Regions from separate parts of the Mus musculus genome. Here regions 1, 2, 3, 4, 5 and 6 are each linked to region 7. Evidence: chromatin contacts called from public HiChIP or PLAC-seq and promoter capture Hi-C data. All regions are on one chromosome and are shown on one strand. The core of a region is the stretch at or near the end of the contact, and the rest is flanking DNA. Distances in the headings are between cores, read along the strand shown. Region 1 holds the start of Gmpr2 (guanosine monophosphate reductase 2). Region 2 holds the start of Tm9sf1 (transmembrane 9 superfamily member 1). Region 3 holds the start of Adcy4 (adenylate cyclase 4). Region 4 holds the start of Nfatc4 (nuclear factor of activated T cells, cytoplasmic, calcineurin dependent 4). Region 5 holds the start of Nynrin (NYN domain and retroviral integrase containing). Region 6 holds the start of Nop9 (NOP9 nucleolar protein). Region 7 holds the start of Bcl2l2 (BCL2-like 2).

What was found. Promoter capture Hi-C pulls out the DNA fragments that hold promoters and counts their contacts. HiChIP or PLAC-seq counts read pairs in DNA pulled down with a chosen protein or histone mark. Capture Hi-C pulls out chosen DNA fragments and counts their contacts.
Region 1: a promoter capture Hi-C map of liver shows a contact between it and region 7, with 3 times the contacts expected there. The contact joins the promoter of Gmpr2 here to the promoter of Bcl2l2 in region 7. A contact is called at or near these places in 15 of 39 promoter capture datasets (the 3T3-L1 cell line, 3T3-L1-derived adipocytes, the HPC-7 cell line and 10 more), 4 of 484 Hi-C or Micro-C datasets (B cells, muscle stem cells, pre-B cells and 1 more), 6 of 115 datasets of contacts at active chromatin or transcription factors (astrocytes, bone marrow-derived macrophages, embryonic stem cells and 2 more) and 2 of 9 other capture datasets (adipose tissue and liver).
Region 2: a promoter capture Hi-C map of hippocampal neurons shows a contact between it and region 7, with 7 times the contacts expected there. The contact joins the promoter of Tm9sf1 here to the promoter of Bcl2l2 in region 7. A contact is called at or near these places in 13 of 39 promoter capture datasets (the 3T3-L1 cell line, the C10 cell line, cranial neural crest and 9 more), 1 of 484 Hi-C or Micro-C datasets (B cells), 6 of 115 datasets of contacts at active chromatin or transcription factors (astrocytes, embryonic forebrain, embryonic stem cells and 3 more) and 1 of 9 other capture datasets (embryonic stem cells).
Region 3: a contact with region 7 is called in a promoter capture Hi-C map of liver, with 3 times the contacts expected there. The contact joins the promoter of Adcy4 here to the promoter of Bcl2l2 in region 7. A contact is called at or near these places in 3 of 39 promoter capture datasets (cranial neural crest, liver and pre-B cells) and 1 of 9 other capture datasets (liver).
Region 4: a contact with region 7 is called in a promoter capture Hi-C map of second pharyngeal arch cranial neural crest, with 4 times the contacts expected there. The contact joins the promoter of Nfatc4 here to the promoter of Bcl2l2 in region 7. A contact is called at or near these places in 4 of 39 promoter capture datasets (the C10 cell line, cranial neural crest, pre-B cells and 1 more) and 1 of 115 datasets of contacts at active chromatin or transcription factors (embryonic stem cells).
Region 5: a contact with region 7 is called in an H3K4me3 HiChIP or PLAC-seq map of craniofacial prominence, with 4 times the contacts expected there. The contact joins the promoter of Nynrin here to the promoter of Bcl2l2 in region 7. A contact is called at or near these places in 2 of 39 promoter capture datasets (the 3T3-L1 cell line and maxillary cranial neural crest), 1 of 115 datasets of contacts at active chromatin or transcription factors (craniofacial prominence) and 2 of 9 other capture datasets (adipose tissue and embryonic stem cells).
Region 6: a FOXA1 HiChIP or PLAC-seq map of pancreatic cancer cells shows a contact between it and region 7. The contact joins the promoter of Nop9 here to the promoter of Bcl2l2 in region 7. A contact is called at or near these places in 3 of 39 promoter capture datasets (the C10 cell line and liver), 1 of 484 Hi-C or Micro-C datasets (the C2C12 cell line), 1 of 115 datasets of contacts at active chromatin or transcription factors (pancreatic cancer cells) and 1 of 9 other capture datasets (liver).

What each region holds. Positions count from the first base shown.
Region 1 is chr14:55,670,804-55,674,091 of GRCm38.p6, reverse strand. Gmpr2 (guanosine monophosphate reductase 2) reads right to left here and starts at 1,857. Exons shown (of 10, transcript NM_177992.2): 1 at 1,708-1,857; 2 at 1,291-1,386; 3 at 1,023-1,142. The coding sequence starts at 1,377. It overlaps Nedd8 (neural precursor cell expressed, developmentally down-regulated gene 8), which reads left to right and starts at 2,212. Exons shown (of 4, transcript NM_008683.4): 1 at 2,212-2,297. The coding sequence starts at 2,280.
Region 2 is chr14:55,641,179-55,644,666 of GRCm38.p6, reverse strand. Tm9sf1 (transmembrane 9 superfamily member 1) reads left to right here and starts at 1,296. Exons shown (of 5, transcript NM_001360063.1): 1 at 1,296-2,073; 2 at 3,079-3,488. The coding sequence starts at 1,729. It also overlaps a transcript of Tssk4 not described here.
Region 3 is chr14:55,782,478-55,785,812 of GRCm38.p6, reverse strand. It overlaps Adcy4 (adenylate cyclase 4), which reads left to right and starts at 1,741. Exons shown (of 26, transcript NM_001361604.1): 1 at 1,741-1,921; 2 at 2,103-2,293. The coding sequence starts at 2,135. It overlaps Ripk3 (receptor-interacting serine-threonine kinase 3), which reads left to right. Exons shown (of 10, transcript NM_019955.2): 10 at 462-818. The coding sequence ends at 616. It overlaps Gm32092 (a long non-coding RNA gene), which reads right to left and starts at 1,734. Exons shown (of 5, transcript XR_874644.2): 1 at 1,563-1,734.
Region 4 is chr14:55,822,706-55,826,195 of GRCm38.p6, reverse strand. It overlaps Nfatc4 (nuclear factor of activated T cells, cytoplasmic, calcineurin dependent 4), which reads right to left and starts at 1,401. Exons shown (of 10, transcript NM_023699.3): 1 at 1,060-1,401; 2 at 1-38. The coding sequence starts at 1,159. Gm41159 (a long non-coding RNA gene) reads left to right here and starts at 2,607. Exons shown (of 3, transcript XR_874646.3): 1 at 2,607-2,998; 2 at 3,272-3,342.
Region 5 is chr14:55,852,747-55,856,164 of GRCm38.p6, reverse strand. It overlaps Nynrin (NYN domain and retroviral integrase containing), which reads right to left and starts at 2,050. Exons shown (of 8, transcript NM_001040072.1): 1 at 1,739-2,050. The coding sequence starts at 1,936.
Region 6 is chr14:55,744,120-55,747,225 of GRCm38.p6, reverse strand. Nop9 (NOP9 nucleolar protein) reads right to left here and starts at 1,533. Exons shown (of 10, transcript NM_026403.3): 1 at 1,206-1,533; 2 at 616-1,065. The coding sequence starts at 1,452. Dhrs1 (dehydrogenase/reductase (SDR family) member 1) reads left to right here and starts at 1,542. Exons shown (of 9, transcript NM_026819.3): 1 at 1,542-1,785; 2 at 2,138-2,308. The coding sequence starts at 2,159.
Region 7 is chr14:54,881,831-54,885,334 of GRCm38.p6, reverse strand. Bcl2l2 (BCL2-like 2) reads right to left here and starts at 1,910. Exons shown (of 4, transcript NM_007537.1): 1 at 1,829-1,910; 2 at 1,451-1,538; 3 at 522-961. The coding sequence starts at 953.

The DNA of each region.
Region 1 (3,288 bases), core at 608-3,107, 790 kb before region 7:
AGAAACACTTTTTTTTTTTTTTTTGGTATCTAATTTATTTTTTTAATCATTATTGAGACTTGGCTATATTTCTAAAATTTGGTTTCTGTAGTACTTGTCCACAGTATTGAAATCCATTTCCCAGTAAGGTTCATGAATTATAGCATGCCTTTTTAACAGATTTGCCAATTCCCCAAATCCACCTGTCAGAGAAGACAGACAAGATAATAGCCAAAACCCTGAAGAATTAGTAAATGGTAACAGGAATAAAGTAATAAAACTCCATAATTATCAATCTCAGAGAAAGCACAACAAACATTCTACAAAAACAGAAAAACAAACAAACAAAAACCCAGGTCTTTAAGGCCAACAGCCACAAACAGAAACAGAACCCACCAACTAGGGATACTAGGATTAATCAGCAAAGCACATTATGTTCTCAAAAGTGCCCAGGCAACTATCTACCTTCTCAACTACATGCATAGAGGCAAGTGATATTACTGTCAGGAGCAGTGTCTTCCATTTTCAAAGGGAACAATCTGTATTTAAGAACAAAACTTCCATTTGGGATAGATCTCAGAAACTCCCAGGAACCTAAAAGAACCTTAAAGAAGTGAAAAATTAAAATAATAGTAGGCATACAAGAAAACTAATAAACTCCTTTTTTCTGTAATATCCCAGGTTGAAAATTTTTAAATACTCAAAACAGTATTTAATTTCTGGACTAAACAGTGACTGCTTAATGTTCAAACAATGACTGACTGAAGAAATGCATGTGCTTGGGTTGACCTGGGTGGGCACTGGAAGAATTTGGTAAAGTATATAATTTATGGGAGATTATAATAAAAAAGATGAAACAGATCTAAATTTGAATCTCACTAGTTCAGACAGATCTTTGAACTGATCAAATGGTTCTTAGTAATGGAAAAAAAAATAGTAAACACAACATTCTGTTAATTGCCAGAGACTGGGAATACAGATGCAATTCCTCTGTAGCCGCTAGCTGGGAGAAGATCTGGTAGGGGGCATAAGGTTAATCTCACCTTACAGAGAACCCTAGCCATTTCAAAAGTGCCCACGGTATCCATATTGGCAGCAATGACAGGGATGCCACTGTACATCTGCTTTGAGTTCCGGAACGAAAATGATCTTGTGAGCTCTACCTGCAGACATTAAGAGGACATTAAGATTTCATTCATTCAGAAAATATGTATCGTTCTCGAACCTGACAGCTTTCTTGGACCTGGTCCATTAGAAGCTTGAGGTAAAAATAAATAAATAAATAAAAACCAAGGAAGACAACTGGCTCACCTCACTTCGAGACTTAAGAGTGCTGCGTTTGGGCCTCAACAGGACATCCTTGAAGTCAAGTTTCACATCATTATCAATATGAGGCATGATGCAAAGCTGGAGTTAGATTTAAAAAAAAATGAGGCTGTAAGACTGGGAAGTAACAAAGTTCGCCTCTCACGCTTAAACTGTGTAAAGTCAGATCAGGGTGTGGTTCTTCAAGTCTCCCTGGGACCATCCAGTGTCTGGATTATCCTAATGCTTCAATCCCAGGTATGATTTTTAGGGAGAATTGGGAAGAGATTATGGTTCCTGAAGGTGCTTCCTTACCTAGTTACTCTCCCTTTTTTCGCCCCTGCAAAGGGCAACTTAGAGTAAGAAGCTAACTTAGGGATGAGAAAAGAGATTTTAACCAGCTTCCGGCATAGCGGTACTCACTTCCTGTTGCTTTGACTCAGGTGGCAGTTGACCAAAGATTCTTTTGCTTAGCAACTAGCCGCGTGCAGCCTCGATGAGCCTTCAGGGCCACTCGAACGAGTTCCGCTAATTGCAAACTCGACTACCCAAGGAATTCTAGCTTCGGGCGCTGTGCAAGGCCTTCTGGGTAACAGAGTCCACACACTCAAGCTGCCGTTGAGTGCGAGCGGCAGAAGAACTACAACTCCTAGGATGCAAAGGACAGAGCTGCCTCCAGGCATGATGGGACAAGTAGTTTGTTCCGTTCCAGCTCGCCGCTAACACCAGTTCGGTGGCCACGCGCGGGGTCTCAGGGCGCCGTCTGGCTGTTCCTAGCCGACTTGCCTTTCTCTTTACAACCCCACTGACACAGAACACGAGGGCACTCCTGAGCGTTTCGGGAACCCGGTGGAAAGAGGAGAGGGTGGGTCCAGAGAGTGACCCGGAAGCAGAAGTGTTCCTTGCCGTGGAGTGCTGGGAAGCGGCAGCGGCAGCAGCGACCACAGCGGGAGAAGCAGCACTCTAGCCGCCTGCAACCCCAACCTGGGAAGAAGATGCTAATTAAAGTGAAGGTGGGAGCGTTTCCAGACTTTCCAAGACTCGGTGCAGGGTTGGCCGCTGCGCCTTAAGGGAGAGGCGGGAAGGAAAACCATGCCTTTCCTGAACTTGGAGGGCTGACACCCTCGGGGCCCTGCGCGAGGCTTGATGGGAACTAGGGGGACCCCGGGAGGCTTTGAGCTCTGGAGGCCGATCCAGCCTGAAGACTTCGGGTCTTACAAGGAAGCCTGTCCTACTTTCTTGCCAGTCTGTATTCAGACCCAGAAGGAGGCAGCGTTTGTCCTGGTCTCACTGTATTCAAGCCCTTGCAGTCATAGAGAAGGCCTGGCAGCAGCTTGGCTCCTCACTCCAGAATTTTTTGGGAAAGCTTTGTCCCCTGTTCTTCATGCCTAGATTGTATACTTCTCTCAGGCCCTAACACAGGCTCCCTCCAGAGCACAGCACTGATTAGAGTCTGATGAAAGTGAGGGCCTTTCAGTAGCTAGACTACGAGCCAAGGTTAGTGTCTCACCCGTCTTACAGTAGCTAAGCTCGGAGTGGTACTAGGCACCTTCTGTCGGAACTGGACATTAAGAACTAGCCTCATTTCTTTGGCTAATTTAGGCTACTTATCGATGCGTTGGTTCTTGGTACTCTGTCTTCAACTCCCGTAGATGTTCAGTTTTAAACCCATCAGGCCATTCTGCTGTACATTTAGACAGAGACACAAAAATGATAATAATGAGGAGGCCTGGCATTAATCTGACCTTTTCATTGCTGTGTTCAGTCTATCTTCAGTTACTGGACACGTCAACTATTAGCCTTTTTTTCTACATTCCTTCCAAAAAAAACTTTAATTAAAGATTGAAGTCAGAGGGCAAGTTGATGATTACTGTTTTTCAGACATGGGTAATCTATGAATTAGCAATAGGTCTTTGACTCTTTTTGTTTGTTTTGTTTTGTTTTTGGAGACAGGGTTTTTCAGTGCAGCCCTGGATGTCCAGAAACTCACTCTGTAGACCAGGC
Region 2 (3,488 bases), core at 47-2,546, 760 kb before region 7:
AAAACAAAAGCCACTGTGTCTGGCTCAAGCCTAGCTTCCTAGACTCTAACCGCTTCAGGACAGTGGGTGGATCAGAAAAGAACAGTCGTAGGAGTGAGGAAAGAATGGCTGCTTGTGATTTCTCTCAGTACTTGCTTCCGCCAGAATAGAAAAATTGAAGTCAGCTTCCTTCCGTTTGCTCCCATGTTGCCAAGTGAAAGTCACTGTTCAAAAGGGGCAGAGCCCCTTCACAACAGCTTGAGCCAGACAAAAGTAACGCGTTCAAAGAAACCTGCAAAGTTAGGGAGAAGTCCAAACGTCCCACAGACGAACTTGGGAACAAAATGACGGAAGTGAGATGGTACCTGTAAGCTCTGAAACTCTGAAGGCGGAGACTCAAAAGACCCCGGGTTCGAGGTCTGCAGGGACTCCACATTCAAAAAACAAAACAAAAACCTACTTCCGATCAAAAACCGCGCTGTCGGGCTGGTGAGATGGCTCTGTGGGTAAGAGCACCCGACTGCTCTTCCAAAGGTCCCGAGTTCAAATCCCAGCAACCACATGGTGGCTTACAACCATCTCATAACGAGATCTGACTCTCTCTTCTGAAGTGTCTGAGGACAGCTACAGTGTACTTACATATAATAAATAAATAAATCTTAAAAAAAAAACGCGCTGTCAACCCGCACAACTTGCAGGGTGAAATGGCAAACTGTAGGTGCACCTCACCTACCTCCCGCATGCCTGTTGCCAACAATAACCGGTCCGTGCCTCCAGAAAGCCTCGGAGGGGCACCTTTACCAAGGTGTTGGAGGCTACAGGTCCCTGGCGTGGGAACGCGGCACAAAGCCCCGCCCCGCCCAGGTTAGGGACAACTTTCCGCGTCCGGGCCGACCTCAGCAGCCGGGGGCGGGTGCCGCGCTCCCGCTCCCCAGCTGTCTCTCTCCATCCTAGAGAGGACAGCCCAGCCGCGCGAGAGCCCGTGGGAAGCCGCCCGCGACACACCGGCGAGCATCGCGGAGCTCTTGGCTCAGGAGAAGAGCCTTCCCGCCTTCCCGGAGCTGAGGTCCCCGTCGGCGAAGGCGGAAGTGGTAAGACTGACGTGTCCGGGCTGCGGTGCTGCTCGCCGGGACGACCACTGGCATCGCTCGGTGGCTCGGGGAGCGAGCATCGTGGAATCCGTGGCCGGGCCGGATTGCGGGCGAACCAGAGCTCTTCCAGGAGCATTCGAATGAGCCGAGGGCGGACGCCGGCGACGTGGCAGCAGCCGCGGCAATCAGGCGCAGCGGCGGACAACCCGGAGGAGGTCCGTCGTCAGGTCCTCCGCAAGCCTACCGCTCCGGCGCCGCTGTCTGGAAGACCGGGGCAGAAGCCCAAGGGCAGCTACGGGGCCCCGTGAGGCCACTGGCGCCTCTTTGGCCAGCCGGTACCTCGCAGTGAGGACCCTGGAGCTGCGGCGAGTGCCCCTTCCGTAGCAGCGAGCCCGCCGGGCGTTGCTATAGAAACGGGTTGGCACGCGCAGCCCCGGGCTGGGGAGGCCTAGAGGCGTGAACCCTAGGTTGGGAGTACTATTGAGTGCACGCCAGGCCCCGTCTTTGGGATAGATAAGTTCTGTGGTGTGGGGATCGGGAGGCCGAAGGGAGGAGGTGGAGCCAATGGGCACTTGAGAGACCAGAACCGGGTCATCATGATTTGATTCCTAGTTTCTGTAACCACGGGATTCCCCCAACAGGTTCTGCTGCCTTAAGGATGACAGTCCTAGGGTACCCTCGAAGTTGGAGCTGCCATTGTTTGCCAGTCCTGATACTGTTGCTGGGCATAGGCCATGGGCCATGGGTGGAAGGTGTCACACACTACAAGCCCGGCGACCCTGTCATTCTATATGTCAACAAAGTGGGACCCTACCATAACCCTCAGGAAACTTACCACTACTATCAGCTTCCAGTCTGCTGTCCTGAGAAGATCCGCCACAAAAGTCTTAGTTTGGGTGAAGTTCTGGATGGGGACCGAATGGCCGAATCTTTGTACGAGATCCGCTTTCGGGAGAATGTGGAGAAGAGAATTCTGTGTCACATGCAGCTCAGTTCTGCACAGGTCAGCTGCTCTCCGCGGTACATATCACTCAGCCCTCCTTGCTAGGGACTAAGGGTGCCTTGCATCTATGGTACCTTTATGGAAATTATGTTTGGACTCCAACTACAACCCCGTGTACTTGCTTAGATGTTCCAAACTGACTTTTCAAGATAACATGGATCCAGAGATGCAGAGCGGGGAGCTTAGAGCCTAAGGCTCTTCGCTGTCAGTAATAGGTCCCAGAGTCCTGTGCAAGTCTCTCTCCTTCCGTACATGCCTCTGTTTTTTTCCATGACTTTTTTTTTTACTTTTTAGCCTTCCCTGTTACTTTTCTTTTTTTTCCTTTAGCAAATTTTGGAACTTCTTAATTCCAGTCTTTTTATACTTTGCTCCATTTATTTTTCTGAGACTTTATCCTAGCAAAGAGATCCTTGTTCTTTTTTGGGGCTAATATACCAGAATCAGTCAGTGAGTCTCAATGGAAAACAGTTTTGTACCTAGGTACTTTGGCAGTGTATAAAGACATTTGGTTTGGTTGGTTTAGGGGTTTGTTCTTGTTTTGAACATTGAGATAAGGTCTTACTATGTAGCCAAGGCTAGCCTCAAACCCAATAGTAACCTTCTAAGTGCTGGGATAACAGGTTTGTTCTATACCAGATCTCTACCCATCAACTAAGATAGGCTTTCTCTATGTAACAACAGCCCTGGATGTCCTGGAACTCTCTCTGTAGACTAGGATGGCCTTGAACTCACAAGAGATCTACCTGCCTCTGCCTCCCCAGTCCTGGGACTAAAGGCGTGCACCACCGTAGCCCATCTTGGAAATAATTTTGATTGTCACAGCTCAGTGGTACTATTGGTATGTAGTGTGTAAGGATCAAGGATGCTGACCCCTGCCATGCACAGATCAGTATCTCCCTACAACACAGAATTAGCCAAACCAAAATAGGAGTACCGCCAAGTCTTCAAAACCCTGTTTAACTCTGCGAGGCTTTGTGTAACCGACTCCTGGCTTGTTCTTTACAGGTGGAGCAGCTGCGCCAGGCCATTGAGGAATTGTATTACTTTGAGTTTGTGGTCGATGATTTGCCAATCCGTGGTTTTGTGGGCTACATGGAAGAGAGTGGCTTCCTGCCACATAGCCACAAGATAGGCCTCTGGACACATTTGGACTTCCACCTAGAATTCCATGGAGATCGAATTATATTTGCCAATGTTTCGGTGCGGGACGTCAAGCCCCACAGCTTGGATGGGCTGCGGTCTGATGAATTGCTGGGCCTTACTCACACTTACAGTGTGCGCTGGTCTGAGACGTCAGTGGAGCATCGGAGTGACAGGCGCCGAGGTGATGATGGAGGCTTCTTTCCTCGAACCCTGGAAATCCATTGGTTGTCCATCATCAACTCCATGGTGCTTGTGTTTTTACTGGTGGGTTT
Region 3 (3,335 bases), core at 492-2,991, 900 kb before region 7:
CCTTCCTCCTCAGCACTTATCTATAGACATGAGTTACTCTGGAGGTGGGAAGGAATGACTAGAGATCATCTAACCCGATCTGCCTCGTTTAAGACGAGGAACATGACATCCACTAGGAGAGGATCCCACTGAGGTCACACAACGAAAGAAAGTCGGGATTGGCTGACTTTTCCCAGCACAGAGTCTGTGAGCCCCCACAGTTCCTTTATTGATAAGCAAGTCCAGAAGGTCTCCCATCAAAGACACCCAAACAGCAGGCACTACTCTTTGAGCTTCTACAAGACTAATTCTGAAGAGGCACAGCTCATACTGGGACGCAGTAGCTAGCAGGTGAAGACCCTGCATTTGCATTCCCCAGGGAGATCACAAGGTGTCGCTGCCCCTTTCCCCAAAGTGCTTGTCAACTTCATCTTTCTAACCTCTGAACCCTCTCACCATCACCTCCTCCTTTCCTCTTAAAGGGCCACCGGCTCTCGTCTTCAACAACTGTTCTGAAGTGCAGATTGGGAACTACAACTCCTTGGTAGCACCACCAAGAACTACTGCCTCAAGTTCGGCCAAGTATGACCAAGCACAGTTCGGCAGGGGTAGGGGCTGGCAGCCCTTCCACAAGTAGACTTCAGAGAATCACTGCAAGAGCCTGAAGTGTGCCATTCAGCGTGGCAATAAAAAGCACGTTTTAAGCAACCTGGACTGGCTAAGACAGTCCTTGCCACTTCCTGAAGCTCACAACATTCTGTGAGGACAGTTGGACCTACACCCAAACTGACTCTTGACCCATCTCCTTAAAGTCAATAAACATAGCATGTTAACTGTGAGAGAGTCTGAGGTGTCAATCCAGGGCATCAGGGATGGACAGCCAGGAGCTGGCTACCCTGGAGGGGGGGGGTGAGGTGTGTGTGGGGGGAGTTGGTGCTACAGGAAAAGGGGACCTGGGGACCAGATATTGAGATATAGGCCACCTCCTGGCTCATAAGGTCAGGGTCCAGCTGGTGGCAGGAAGGAATCAGGGGCTCTGCTCTCTAATGCTCCAGTCTCAGGGTAGGGTACTTCCTCCAGAGCTCAGGGCTGATACCACCCTAAGCCTAGGCTGACAGGAGAAAAGTTCTCCCTTTTCTCCTTGATTTTGAGCACTGGGTTTTGGGGCCCTGGTGAAGGAAGGTGTCTCAGGAAATTCGAAGGCACCCCAGGCTTTCTAGACCACCACACACCTGCTGCACAGACCTCCTGCACCTTGCTTTCCTAGGCATGGCAGCAGGGTTTTTTGTTTGTTTATTTGTTGTTTTGATTCTCTGTATCCAAGAATTGATAACTATATCCAACAAAAAGGAACACCAACTCAAGGAGCTGAAAATGGCCAGACAGTTCACACTTGGCCACATCAGAGGGACCAAGAGTGAACGGGAAATGTCACTCCTGACCTCGCCCACACCCCGGCCCCAGCTGGTACCAGGACACCCCCCCACCTCCCCGCTTTCTCCCAGGCTTTCCTTGGCCTCCCCACTTCCAAATGTTGTATCCTTATCTTGTCACATCCCTTTGTCGTCCCCTTACCCCGTTACCTCGTGTTTCTCCCACGGCCCACCTGCTCATCGACATCGTCGTCGTCGTTAAAGAAAGAGAGAAGGTGATGATTAGAGAATGCAATCTGAGCATGGGAAGCAGCCAGGGGAGTCAGGCTCCAGAACGGGAAGGGGCTGGGCTGTATCGCGGGGAAGTGGGAGGGGGCCTTGGCGCCAAGAGGGAAGTGCCAGTCGCCCGGCAGGCCCTGAGCCACTAGCAAAGCAGCGAAGGTGAGTAGTAGCCATCCCACCCAGGTTCCCTCCTGGAGCCTAGCTTTGCTGAGAGAACTTCTGGAGCTTGACCCAAAGCGGTGAGTCTGCGGCACCTTCTTCTCAGCTCCAGCCAGGACACTAGCACGGTATGGTTTGTGGGAAGGATAAAGAAGTCCTGTCACAGCTGGGAGCCCTGTGAGAGAGCACTTAGCAGGGAACCCTATTGCTGCTGAAAGCTTAGTGGCTTGCCCGAGAGTGGCTTCGGGAGAGATGGGAAAGCGCGGTGGTCCGGGCCAGGTTATTGACTCAGCGCCCTGTGATCCCTAGGGCAGGGGCTCCGGGCTGGGGCGGGGAAGACCATGGCCCGCCTCTTCAGTCCCCGGCCTCCTCCCAGCGAAGATCTCTTCTACGAAACTTACTACAGCCTGAGCCAACAGTACCCACTGCTGATACTGCTTTTGGTCATTGTGCTCTGCGCGCTGGTGGCACTGCCCGCCGTCGCCTGGGCCAGCGGCAGGGTAAGATGGGCTAGATGTGGGAGCTCTAGGCAGGGGCTGCCTCGGGCTGGGGACATTTGAAGATCTGAGATTTGCGAGGTCTTTTAGTTAATAATGTCTTTGCTGGGAACCAAAAACGAAGCGTTGAACCTCGTCATGAATTGTGACTCTGGTTACATGTGACAGAGCTCTCCACCCTCTAAGCTTAGTCTCTGGGTCTATACTAGGACGTAAGTGAGTCCCGAATGCTTCTCGCTGTGTTCTATTGGTTCTCGAGTAAATCCAACACCGGATTTTCCATTTTTCCAGAGAGGAAACTCTACTCATGTCCCTGGGGAGAGTCATTTCCTGACTTTTTCTCTATCCAGATTTGGGAATGTGGGGCTGCTAGCTGTGCCCACAGACTTCCAAAAGATAGTTTTTGCCTTCCTCCATCTTTTTTTGTTTTTGTTTTTGTTTTTTCGTTTTTATTCTGGGCAAGAAAGGGGAACTATTCCACTCTGGGTTTCCCTTTCACTCCTGGGAGGAAAGGTGGGGCAAATGACTGGGAACTAACCCTTGTCTACCCCAAGTCCTGAAAGAGGAGGGACGAGAGGTAGGGTAGTACTGGGGCTTATAGGTTAGAGGAAAGGCAGCCACTCAGAACTCAGTGCTGGGGGGGGCGAGGGGTTGCAGAAACTTGGGCTGCCCTGGTAGACATTTGTCAAGTTTAGTGGTTTGGCTTCAGGAGAAAGGAATTCTTTCTCCCAAGCAAATTAGCCATTTGGATGACATTCACTCCGAAAGCCAAGCGATGCCACCGTTCTCCTTTACCTGTGGGGATAGCCGGGCAAGTCTAGAGTCCCTTGGCTTGAGAGATAGGGACAGGAGGACCAGGAGCTCAAAGTTCTCAGCTGCAGTGAGTTGGAGGCCAGCCCAAGCTACATGAGCCCCTGCCTCCAAACTAAATAAGCAAACAACAAACAAACAAACTCTAACACACCTGCAATGTAGAAGAGCACAGGCTTGCAAATAGCCAAGAGTAGCCCGGCCTCCTGGGTAGCTCTCCCTCGTCCCATGCAAA
Region 4 (3,490 bases), core at 152-2,651, 940 kb before region 7:
CAAACGACAGCATGGAGGGGTATCCTCTGAGTCCAGCTCTGTCAAAATGGAAGGGAAGTAGAGGGAGAGAGAGAGAGAGAAGCTGGTGAAATGTCTACGTTTCTCGGATGGTCAGCCCCTGAAGCCTGATATGCTTAGCTAGGAGAGGTTCCCCTAGTCTCCGGACAAAAGCAAAGTTGAACATCACAAGACAGAAAAGAGATACAGGCATGCCAGGACCTCATACTCTAACACTCTGGTCCTGGGCAGGTGGGCTGGGGTGGTTTGGGGAATTCTAGAGCCAGGCCTGGAGGTGTGCTTGCCCAGGCTCTGGGCTGGGCTGGGGGCGACTCACACATGAACCCAATTAGCGACGGTTCCCAAACCCCCAAATGGTGCTGGCAGAAACCCCAGTTACCATCGCAACTGTGGCCTGGGGGTGGGAGGGATGGGGGCATGTCTGTGGTGACGAGGGGAGGTGACTCCTCCCTCGCCCCCCCCAAAGGGGGCGGGGGTGCAGTCGAAGGGTGATGCGTGCGGGGCCCAGCCAACGGGGGGGGGGGGGAGAGGGGGTAGCGGGCAGCGCGGATTCCGTGCAAGCGGCGGCCGCCGCCCCCGACTCGTTCCCCGCCATCTGCCTCTCATTGCGGCCAGACAGGGGGAGGGGGAGGGGTGTCCCTGCGCTGCCCGAGGGAGCCCCCAGCCCCAGGCGTCGCGTCTGCAGAACCAGGCCTAGGTCCTAAAGCCTTTAACTCCAGGGCCAAACCTCCCCTTCCCAAGCCGGCACCTCCGGCTCTTGGGGGCCAAGGTTCCCTTCCGCACCCCATCCCAGAGACAGTCGGCCTAGCCGGCAGGCGGCGCATAGCCAACAACACCCCCACTCCCACCCCAGTTAGGACCTAAAAAGGAAAAAAAAATGATGCCGTGGCCCCCAGCCTCACTTCCACAGCCTTGGTAGTCCCTCAGCTCCCTTCATCCTCTGACCCACCTCACCCTCTCACACACCCCAGGCTCCCAAACTGGAGATTTCCTGGCCCTTCGGTCACTGGCCAAAAGACCCCTACCCAGCCCCGCACTAACCTTCCCCAGGACCCCCAGGGCCCAGCGGGGGGGGCTCCTTTTCCTCTCCGAACACCAGCTTAAATTCCAGCTCCTCATCCTCGCAGCTTGCGGCCCCCATGGATCCGGCCGGAGCCCCCAGGTCCCGCCTGGGTGGGAGGGGGAAGCTCTGGACGCTGCTGTAGCTTCACGCGAGGGTAGCTCCCTCCCTCCCTTTCTCTGAGACGCCCCCTCTTCTGTCGCTGCCGCCTCCCTCCGGACGCCCCCTCGTTATTATAGAAACTTTTCCAAACTTTTTTCTCCCAAACTTCTTCAAAGCGGCCCCCCCCCAGCCTGTCTCTGATTGGTTACCCGGGATGCACCGGCCCCTCCTCCATGGATGAGATGGGAAAACCACGCGCCCCTAGTTCCCCCCCCCCCCGCCCCCGGTCATCTCTCCAGTCCCACCCCCTCCAAAGAGGGAGAAAAAACTGAATTGGAAAATGGTCCCTTCAAACGTTATAGAACCCTAATGGTACCTATTGGCCCACAGTTGTGACAATCATTTCCCACCGAAAGCCCAAACCTCAGCCTATTTAGTCCCAGCGTAGGGGGTGGGGAGGTCCGGGTCCCCTCGCCTTAAAGAGGCCATATTTTTGTCACCCGTCCCCCATTGTAGCAGGCCCACGGTACATTCTGAAGAGCAGGATAGCCAAAATCTCCCAAGAAAGGGCACCTCACTGTCCTTTCCATCCAAATCTTGAGTTGAAGAGAGATCTGGGATTGAGAGAGGCTCTGAGCTGCTCTGTAGAGGAGGCCATTCCTCCACCCTCGCTGAGACCACTCTACCTGGACCTCCAAGGAGCCTTTGCAGTTCTTAGCCACCACCTCCACAAGCCACCCCCCACCATTCCCTTAAGATGAAGAACTTCTAGCTGTCCCAGAAGCCTCTCAGAACTTTCGAACCCCAGGAAGCCTTTGAAGGCCCATAGCCCGCTGGGCGTAGATCCAGGCCAGGCTTTGCTGATACCCTTGTCCCAGCCACCTAGATAGGCCATTAATTAGCCTTGGAGGAGATAGTCGGCTCCTTCGTCCCAAAAGCTGCAGATCTCTGGGCTCGCTGATCCCAAGACGTTCTGCTCCCGGCCATCCTAAATTCCTGGCCGGGTTTAGAAAAGGCCAGAAGCTAAAAACTTAGGCCCACCGGCTGGACACCTGTCACCTGGGCAGGGAAGGAAGACCCGGTCAGGAGTTTCTAGGAAGGGCGAGCATAAAGAGGTCCCATTTGGAAGAGAAAGAATAGAACGGGAGATTCTTGATTCGGACTGGAGGCGCTGCAAGACAGGGGAGCAGTCACCATTCTCCTTGCATGCTTACCACATGCTCCAAACTTCCCTAATAAACCTGGCAAATCTCCAGTCTCTAAATCTCTCAGGCTCCGACCCGCGTCCCCCAACAGCAAACCCCAGTCCAGCACCTAAAGGGTTAAGCGCCGGCCCTCTGGTCAGACGTTTACAAACACTCGGGAGCCGGGCGGGGACCGCGCCCATTACTCTAATGAGAAACAGGCTCTGCGGGGCAGAGGGAAGGGGGGCTGGCCTGGCGGGCCTCAGCTCCTTGGCGGCGGAGGCGGCGCCCCTCCCTCCCCTCAGTCCTCCCTCGAGCCAGTCCTGGGGACCCCCCCAGCCCCCGGGGACCCCAGTGACGTGCGGCGCTGCCCCGGCTGCAAGCCCAGGGCCGCGAGGCGGGAGGGGCAGGGAGGAGAAGCTTGGCGGGCGGGAGAGAAGAATGTTCCGAGGCCGAGCCGGGAGAGGGCCTGGTTTGATTCCCCCCTCCCCGCCCCCCTCTCTCCCCTTGGGTTCTTCTCAGGTTACATTCCCGTCTTGCTTCACCTCCGAACTGGAGGAACTCACGGTTAGGGGGCGCGAGGAACACCTCGAGAACATCTACCACCCTGCACCTAAGAGAAGGGTGGGCAGAGGTGGGAATCCAAGGAGAACAGACCCGGAAACTCGGCCGGGGCCCTGCTCCCTCATACCCCCCGCTCAGCGGCACAAGCAGACGCGCACATTCTTTTCAAATGTCATATTTCCTTTGATCCTGGGCAGTGTTTCTCCATATGTCTGGCTCAGCCTCTGCCCAGCAAACCACCTCCCCACCCACCCCGCTTTGTTTTCCTGGAGAACCCTCCCCCTTCCCTCGTCTGGAAGACCAGGGCTGGCTGACTTCGACTTTCTTTCCCTTCTCCTCCCAGTGACTCAATTTCCCCACCGTGGTGTTGCAAAAGAAAGGAGGCAGAAGAGAGAACAGTTTGGCGCGAGTGAGGTATTAATGTCAATGATTTCTCAGAAAGACAAACTATTTTGGAGTAGGGCATCTTCTATTGCAAACTCTCCAGTCTGCCGAAGCTTAGACAGAGGGACAGAACATATGACCTCTGATTTGTCCACATTGGCCTTGAGGTCGAGGACTG
Region 5 (3,418 bases), core at 801-3,300, 970 kb before region 7:
AAGAGTGTTATTACATTGTTTCACAAATGAGGAAAAAAAGTTTCAAGATGGCTGAATTATTAGACCAGGGCCTCTTCAAACTATGCTTCTCTATTTGGGCTATGATATGGAAACGTGTCAAATCCAGACCTTATCCTCCCCACATTCCACTGTCCCTTGCCCTCACCCCCTCCCCCTCCTTTTCTTCCTTCTGTCCCCACCAAGAAAGGAAGTTACCCAGAATCCCTGCAAGCTGTTCCCACCTTCAACAATGCCTCTCTCTGGGGCAAAGAGGGACACAAGAGGAAACTGACAGAGCCCCTGGATCCACTTAGCAGGGCTTGGAGTGAGAAACTCAGGGGTAAAAAACTATAGCCCAAAGAGGCTGTGATGCTGACAAGCTTGAAGCTGACTTGAAGTTTAAACAAGAAACACAAAGTGGAGCATCTCAAGCAGTGCTCTTCAGGGGCCCAGGGGGAGTAAGTGGCTCAGTGGCAGAGGGCCTCTGTGGTATGCACAGGCCCTGGGTTCAGTCTCCATCTTTAGGGAGGCCCTGGTCAGCTGATTAGTTCTCCATGAAGGCTGAGCTGTGGTACTTTAACAGTAACGGAAAAAAATTAAGAACATAAAGAACCCAAAAGCCTCTTCTTAGCTTATCCTACACCAGCCTCTGAAACTAAGGGGCCCTGCACATCTGTTCTCTGGGCAGACACCTCTCCCCTCCCCCAGCACCTCTGTCAGAACTGGAAAAGTGCTGATGCAGCAGCTTAATGGGCGTGTTTAGGGAGAAATTTCCCAGCCTCCCCTTCCTTCTGCTGGCTGTGTTCCGGGCCTCCCCTACCTAGGCCCTGACCAACTGAGATGTGGGTAGAGCTTCAGCCAAAGGGTTAAAGACTAGCTTGTATCCGAGAGAAGGGAGTCCAGAGCATTCCTACTGGAGAAGATAAGGGAATCTGAGGGAGTAGGGGGCCCTTGGGTGTGACTGAACCAGAGGGAGGAGCCCAGGCAGAGAAGCCAAGATGAGCGTAAAAGGGACAAGCTGCAACCTGGCCTCTCCAATATCCAGCTCCATACAGCAGGCCCTTTCATCTCAACGTCCATGATTCCCTGGCATCCCAAGGCACTGCCTTCCAGAACAGATGCATCCTACTCTGCCGGCAGGGTCCTAGGTTCTACAACCTCCACCAACCTACTCCTTCCTGACTCTGATGACTGAGGCAGACCCTCACCCTCTCTCTCTCTCTCTCTCTCTCTCTCTCTCTCTGAGTCCTACTGCTTCGTCTATAAACTGCCAACGCCACTCTACAAGTGTCTCTAGGGCCCTCCTCTGGTCCCAGTACTCAGAGAAACCGCCCAGGATTTAAGCAGACAGAAAGAACGGAGGCCTTCCAGTGTCTTGGTGAGAACAAAGACATATGTTGCAGAGGCCACAAAAATGCAGGCCCTTAAACTGATCCCAAGATGGAAAATCTGGGCCTGTTTCTGACCAGAGAAGGCTGGTAGAAAGAGACTCTCAGCAGAGGTTCTCTCAGCACACTTAAAGGACAGAAGTGACATGTAAGAGAGGGGTGGGGCAGAAGGGAAAGAAGGAAGCAGAGGGACAGAGCAGGGGCCCCGCAGATCTGGAGGGAGGGAGGCCCAGACCCTGCAAGCCAAACAGCAGGACAAGCTCAACACCTCTGGGGACTCTTGACTGTTCAGGAGAGAGGGAGAGGATCTGACTAGGAGGGAAAGGAAAGAACAAAACGAAGCTGTTTACCTTGGCTTTGCCCGTATTTTCCCGGGGCCCCTCCAGCTGCAGCCAAAAGTAAGGGGTGTCAGGACGGCTCTGGAAAGCGGTCACCTTGACCCTGAAGATGCGCTGGACTTGCAGCCGCTGCCGGTGTACCCGGGGCTTCGATTTTGTCTGCACCATGAACCATTCCTGCGCTGGGGGTTTACCCCCCGACAAAAGCATGGCTGTCCCTCCGGCCCCTGGAAAGCGTGAGAAGTGTCACGGGTCCCAGCACCGAGGCCCCCAGCCACCTAGCCCTGCAGCCTAAGCCACGCCTCCCCTCCTTGAGGCGCGCCCCCCGCCACCGCCTCCCTGCTGTGGGTTCTGCGACCCACCCGCCAGCGCTCCGCGCCCGCCCTCCCAGCTCCGTCCCTTTCCGCCGCAGCACGGGAGACAAACCCTTCCTGCTAAGGGTTGTAGCTAGGGGTGGGACCGAGCGGATTCCCGCCGCCCTTCCTCCCCCTCAACCACCACCCCCTCCTCCCCTTCGACCTCGAAGCCAGGCCCCCTGGATAAACTCGCCTGAGCTGCTGGATGGCTTAAAGGGGCGCTGGAGACTGAGGGAGGGAAGGAGAGGAGGCTGGGCGGGAGGGAGAGGGCCAAACAGGGTCTTGGAAGCAACTGCCTTCCACCCAAGTTTTGTGTTCAGGGGTCAAAGTTCCTTCCTCGAAGGAAGGAAAAGGAAGGATTGAAGAGTTGATCTCTGAGACCCTGGTTTTAGATTCCAAGCAGTGTTCTACACACACACACACCACATACACACCACACGCGCACACACACCACATACACACCACACGCACACACACAAACACATCACACACACACACACACATGATCCTTGGTCGTCTGGACTTCCCTTGAAAACCCTTTACTACACCCATCTCTTTGTGGCAGGAAAGGGTTAAGGGAAAATGGGGTGGAGAGACCACAGAGGCTAGGGCCTGTAGAAACTATGGGCTGGAGACCAAGCAGGACGTAAAGGGTTACAGCTCTGACCCCCACCCCCACTCTAGTCTGGGGACCGCCTGGAACTGGCTCTAGGCCCAGGCCCTGCGGAAGCCCCCCAGGGCTGGAGGGGCAGGGGGTTAGCTGCCAGAGTTTTCAGGCTCGGGTTGTTTAGGAGAACCCCTTTTTTTAGCAAGTGTGAGTTAGAGTGTGAGGAGCCAGTGGGAGGTAGGGTCTCCAATCATCCTTATCCACAGCCATATGGTTGGCATCAGTGGTCCAAGACTAGCCCTGGGCTGGGGACACTCTCAAAACCCGAGCTGCCTTGGAGACATGCTCAGTACAAAGAACACTTTATGTGGTCTTGTAGCCTGAAGTAGCCTGGCACTGGGAAGGCACAGTCTGCAGCTGGGGCCTCGAGAGAACCTTACTTTCCAAACAAACCAAGAGTCACAGTCTGACAGACACAAGTATGACCTGACCCACGGGAACAAAGGACAGCTATTTTTTTTTTTAAACTGAGTCCTTTCCTAGGACATCGGTGTTACAGAGCCACCGATGTGTGTATGTATGCAGGCCAGTGGGGAGGTGCACGCTGTGCAGAAGGGGCCCAGGGGGAAAAGATTCAGGTTACTGCCAGACTAGACTGGATGGTCAAGCCCCACCTTTACAAGGTCTCATCCCTGGAATGGAATTCAGAGAAATAAAAGGTGGGTCTGT
Region 6 (3,106 bases), core at 284-2,783, 860 kb before region 7:
TGAGTTCAAGGCCAGTTTAGTTAGGCATGGTAGCAGCACAAGCCTGCAATCCCAGCACTTGGAAGGCAGGAGCGAGCAGGAGCATCAAGGCCAGCCTGTGCTACAACCCAAGTCAAAAGCCAGCAGGGCTATCTGGGAGACTCTGTCTCCAAAGAAAGTATCGGAGCCGGGAAGGTTATGATAAGAGTGATTGCTACTAAGCCTGACAACCTGAGTTCAATACCCAGAACCCACATGGTGGAAGGGGAGAACTGACACCCACAAAGTCGTCTTCTCCCCTCCACAAGAACACTCCAGAAGGCACACACATTCGAGTGTGTACACATGCCCAGACGTATTTAAAAAAAAAAAAATTCTTACTCTGAGTTGTGGAAATAAAAATGTGAAACACATTGCTCCCTCTGTGTCTCTGCTAGTAATAGTTGGTCCTTGAATTCAAGTGTATCCATCCTTACTAGGCACACTATACTTTGGCCTTCCAGGTTCTGCCCCAAGGGTCTGCTGATTCTTTACGGTCAAGTTTCACCACAAAGATGAACTCTTCTGTTTACTGGCTTCGGAACTTCCTGACCACTCCTGCTCACCAACCCCTCTTCCCTTTCTTACAGTACTTACCAGACGACTGGGAGCCACGGGGCTTGCCTCTCTCGGACTCCAAAAGAGTACCTCCCAAGACCTGCAGCAGAGTTCTGACCACGAAGCTGCCATGCGTGTCTCCACAGAAGAACAGAAAATCATCACACACTTCAGCGGCTAGTCCCAGGACTAGCTCCTCCAGAGTTTGCGAGGGACCACCCTCCTCCTCTTCCTCCTCCTCCTCCTCTGCCTCCGCAGGACGCCTCAGCAATCGAGGTAGCTGCAGCAAAGCACTTTGTAATACGTGGACCCCACACCGATGACAAGCCACGAAGCGCAAGTTGGGGCGCAGAGCGGCCCACACTCGACACAGGGGTTTCAAAGGACTGAACCCCAAAAGCTCCTGCAGCATTTCGCTACCAGTCCTGTTCGTGGCCAAGGCTAGAGCCTGAGCCTCCACTTCCTTCAAAATATTGCGCGCCATCAACTCTTTAAAAAAAAAAAATGGGGTCATAAATAAACCGTTAGGCTGAGAGGAGGAGAAGACTTACCCATCACTTAGCCAAGACCTCCCCTGAAAGTTCGGCGTGTGGGTTTTCCACTTAACCCACGGCGTTAGCTGCTCCTACCTCGTTCTTCGGCGGCGTCGGGAGCCACTTTTAGCGCTGACAGCGCCCGTCGGAAATATCCAAGAGCCTCCGGGCTCAGATGCGGGAGAGCCTCGGGGGCCTGCTCCGCACGCGCGGCTGCCGGCAGCCGGGGATAACCATCGCGGCCGGGAGGGGGACGTCCCGAACCCCGGGCCGCGCGTCCCCGCCGGCCGGCACCCGAGAACTGGCGTCGCGCTTTGTGAGCGGAACGCGGCCCCAACCCCATGCGTGCTTTGGGACCAGCCGTTCACGCTTCCCGGTTGCAGCTCCCACAACCGCCGGCGCGCTCCGGACGCACGGGGACGTCATGAGTCTGCGACGGGGCGGGCGGGAGGGCATGATGGGCGTGGCTGCAGGTCGCCCTTCCCCATTTGCGGACTCCACCCCACTGGGTCTGACCCTGGAACTCCAGGGCTATCTTTGACTGGTTCCATATCATCGTTATCCGCACCCGGACTTCCATCCAGGCACGCACTCCAACGTGGCAAGAATCAAAGTTCTCAAACTATAGATCTGGCGATCTGGGCAGAAAGAAACCCAGAGGCTGCGTCTGCTGCTGGTAAGGCTCTGACCACTTCAGGGGTCAGGGATTCGCGGTTCTCCGTGGGTCTGGACGGGTAGCCAGAACTCCAGAGAGCCCAGGACTCTTCGTGGCCATACCCTGTTAGGCTGCATTGCCAGATTCCCTACCAAGTCAGCTTCACTCAGAGGTTCGTGATAGTATTGTGTGTAACGCTGGAGAGTCCTGGGACTCTCCTAAAAGGACAGCCTGGCCTGAGACTTTGACTCAGGTATCCTTCTGTCAAATTTCTCTCCCCTCAAAATAGTCCAAACTTGTCTAGCCCTCACAGAGACCTGGATTCAGCACACAATCTACAGGATTCCCTCAAAGCGACTCTTTACCTCCACAGATATCCCCTTTGATGTGAGTCATGGTAGCGCCTATGAAGGGCCAAGTGTGTGTGGTAACTGGTGCCTCCAGGGGTATTGGCCGTGGCATTGCCTTACAGCTTTGCAAAGCAGGTGCCACAGTTTACATTACCGGCCGCCATCTGGATACGCTTAGAGCTACTGCCCAGGAGGTAAGTGACCACCTGAATTAATCACTGTGATTACTATACCCCCCCCAACAAATCGCAATGTTTACTGAATACCATAAATAATAATCTAGGATTGATTTTTTTTCTACCAAGAGAGCTTAATGGGAAGAAAAATCTTTCTGTTTGAGAGTTTCAGGTTTTGCAAAGAAAAAAAAATTGTACTGGTGGCTTCCTCTAATTTTCCTCTTCCCTGGCATTGGGTTTTGCATGCCTTTGATGCCAGCACTCAGGAGCCAGAACCTCTCTGTGATTTCAAGGTCTACATAGTGAGTTCCAAACCGGCTACAGAGTGAGACCTTGTGGGGAGGAAAAAAGCCGGCATGGCATGCATGCCTATATAACCCAGCACTGGAGACATTGGGCCAGGAGATTTCAAGTTGAAGGTCAGCTTGAGCTATGTAGTAAGACCCTCTCAAAAAAGCTCTTAGGCTTTAGTTGGCTTAGATTGGTGATCCAGTTAGAAGACGATTTAAGTTTTAGATAGTTCACCCTGGCTGGATTGTGAAGAAGTGACTTGAAGAAAAAGACTTGAAGTCAGGCGAGGCATTGCTGCAGTTTGAGCAGGACAGAAGCAGGACCCTGGGCTCACCCCTGGAGAATAGGTACTCTTCTTCCTCTGGTGGGAGGGTCACATTTTTCAGAGGCAAGGCAAAATAGGAAGTAGCAGTAGTTTATGCCTAATAGCTTTAGTTTTTCACTGTGGAGTCAGAGCATTGGTTGAGTGAGGGAAGGAGCAGAGGCTGAGTAAGAATTCCAAGTGAGCAGCAAGGGAGTCGGAAA
Region 7 (3,504 bases), core at 661-3,160:
GATAGTGGAGAGACGAGGGAAGGAAGAGTTCCAGTTCCATCCACTGTGAGCACTGCCCCCATCCCCAGCTGCTCCAGCCGAAGCTCTACTGCACACAAGCCCCTCCGAACCCCGTTCCTGGCTCCTCTGCACTGTCTACGTGATGTCAGCCCCATCCCTTCCATGGCAATAAAGTTCCGTTCAGAACTGGCATCCTTTGCTAAGGCTTGCCTAGCCATGACCCATCCCTGACCGGCCTCACCACCCATACTATGTACGCAGGGGTCACAATTATTCGCTGAAGGTTCTCTGTTTATAAAACTCTATATTCAGTCTTCTGCTTGGGACCGTGAAGCCCATCCAGCTACTACTACATGGTAGCCCTGGAGTACTGTGAGCTTGATGCTCTCAGTCTGATTCCACTTAAATAAGGGAACTCAGCCCTTCCCAGCACAACCCCAGCCTCCCATCAGAGGCCCTATTTTCCCATGAAGACCAACTTTGTAGAGGGATGCGGAGAGCAGCAATTGAGAACTTCTTACCCAGCCCCCACTGCTGTGGATCCAGTCAGCCAGACGTGTCTCCAGGTAGGCCACCATCCAATCCTGCACTTGTCCCACCAAAGGCTCCATTTCTTTGTTGACACTCTCAGCACACAGGGCAGCCCCAAAGACAAAGAATGCCACAAGACGGCCCCAGTTAGGGCCCCCTTGGAAAAGTTCGTCGGAAACCTGGGTGAAGCGTTGCTGGGCTGAGCCTGGGGTCACGTGTAGCTGAGCGGCCAGGTCAGAGAAGGTGCGGCGGAAACGGGTCTCAAACTCGTCTCCAGCAGCCCGCATGGCTTGGTGCAGCGGGTCGGCGGCTGGGCCTTCCCCAGGGCCAGCTCCACAGACATAACCCTTCTGCCTCAGCTTATAGCCTACAAAGTCAGCCACTAGAGCCCGTGTGTCTGGGGTTGAGGCTGGGGTCGCCATCCGGGCGGCTGAAAGGGGCAAGGATGACAGACTGACATAAATATAAGGAAATTATTGACAGAGAGCAAGAAGGGACATTTCCTATTTGATCAAGCTCCTGAGATAGGTGAAATGCTCAGAGGCACTGGGCAGGGCCAAGAAAGAGCAACGGATTTAAGTCATGGGGAGGTTCAGAGCATAAGCAGCTGGCCACGTATAACATGTCAAATTAAGTGTGCAACAGGAAATCTTATTTTTAGACTACTTCAGATTCCTTTCATACGACAGCACCAGCTGTATGCCACCTCTATACACACACACACACACACACACACACACACACACACACACACACACACACACACCCCTTTTTGGCTATAGGAAGGGGCTTAAGACCTCCCCAGGAGCATGATGCGAAGATGTTGGCAGAGGCACAAGATAGGGAGGAGACAGGGGCTGAATAGGAAGATGGGAAAAGCCAAGGGCTGTAATGGGGCAGAAAGGAAGAGGACACTTACCCAGCCTGGATGGCAGCTCTTAGGACCCAGTGCTGGTGGCAGGGAGCCCCCAGCTGAGGCCTTTCATCCTCCCGGCTAGAGTGGAGCCCTGAAAAGGGGAGGGAGAGAGAACTAGGTGGGAAAGGCCTGGGTCTGGCCCGGAAAGAACTGGAACTGCAGCGCCTGGGACTGGGCCCCTACCTCCAAAGCTTTGCCAGCTGTGGGACCGATTCCGTGTTTAATGACTGCCCTCTTGGGAAACCCGGGACCACGGGCTTCCTGCCGACACCATCTCTATTCCCGGTACCCCCAAGAGCAGCCCAAAGGCCCAGCTCCTCCCATTCCCCCACCCTTAGCTGGTCTCCAACCCCGCCCGCCAGCCAGGTTAAGGAATCTCACGGGTCAGGCCGCAGCCGGGATCCGGAATCCGGTTGTTTCCTGGTGGAGGAGCTGGGAGGGAGGGAGGGAGGGAGGGAGAAAGGGAGGAAGGGAAGGAAGGAAGGAGGGAGGAGGGGAGGGCAGGGAGGGAGGGCCCGGCGCCGGGTGATGATGGGACACAGAGATGCGTCCAGAGAGAGGGGCGGGGCTGGGAGGCAGGGCTGGGAAGAGCCACAACTCCAGGAAGAGAGGGCCATTGAAGGGCTGTTCAGAGGCCATAGTGACCTGTGCCGGCTGCCTGCGAAGCCCGCAGTGTCCCCAGAGAAACACACCGGGCCTCAGCAGCTCAGTGCAAATTCAGCATTTCCGGAAGGTCTCTTCTGTTCACGCACTTGTTGAACTTTCCAGCTTGGATTGCGTGCCTAGGAAAAGCAGAGCAGTTCCTATTAAGCTGGGAACAACCTCTTGCCCTTGTGGGGCTAGTAGAAACACTAAACACAAAAATACTTCCCCTCAGGACCTTTAATGCAGTGGGCTCTTCCTTGGCTGGAGTTTCAGCTAGGTATCAAGGTGTCAGGCCTTGGTTTACAGTGTCCACAAGCAATCTTCATCTTTTGTAATCAGATTGATTTTCTTTTCATTTGTTACCCACCACAGGAGTTAATTCTTACTATTTAAAACAAAAATCAAACAATAAAAGGCACAAATTGATACAAGCTTACTAATCTTACACACCCTCTCTAAATACAGGTTACCAATGTTGGGTTAATACCTGTTTTACAGATTACATATATCTATAATTTACATGTGAATATCTACATTCACATATACATGGATTATATATACATTTATCCATACACATATGTTTATATAAATATGTGCTTTTATATATACACATACAATATAAATATGTTTATAAGTATAAATATATATGTTATATATAATTTATAAATGTATCAATATACATATAAATATAAAGTATATCAGTATAGTATATGTAAATATTTTTATATTTTTATATATTCCATATACATATTTATAATATACACATATATGTATATATAATATACATATATCTATTTATATGTGCATTTATGTATATATATATATGTAAAAATATGTATATATAAAAACCGAGTGTGTGTGTATTTTGAAACATGGTTTCTTCTCTGTGTAGCCCTGGCTGCCCTGGAACTCACTTCTATAGAGCAGGCTGGCCTCGATCTCACAGGGATTGGCCTGCCTCTGCCTCAGACACTATGGGATTAAAGGCCCGAGGCACCACTATCCAGCATGTGATAATATCTTTCTGTAGAGCAAGTTTCCAGGGCAAGAAGCTTTCTGACTACAGCAGATCCACAGGAGGGCACTCATCAGTGTGCTGATCCTCCCACCTCTCCCCCCACCCAGGACTCCTGAAGGTTGCCATTTCTTCAGCTCTGGAACTCCAGTTAAGGCCAGAAAGAGGCAACCCAATTATGCTTCTTTCCTTCAGTTCTTTCTTGTTACTTCCCCTTGCTTCTCCCACTAAACCTTGATGTTCCCACTTGTCTGTGTGGTCACCGGAGAAGCCACAATGATCATAGTAGCAATCCATTATGGGAATTGATTGTTTTGATTGTTCTCTCTCTCTCTCTCTCTCTCTCTCTCTCTCTCTCTCTCTCTCTCTCTCTCTCTCTCTCTCTCTCTTCCTTGTA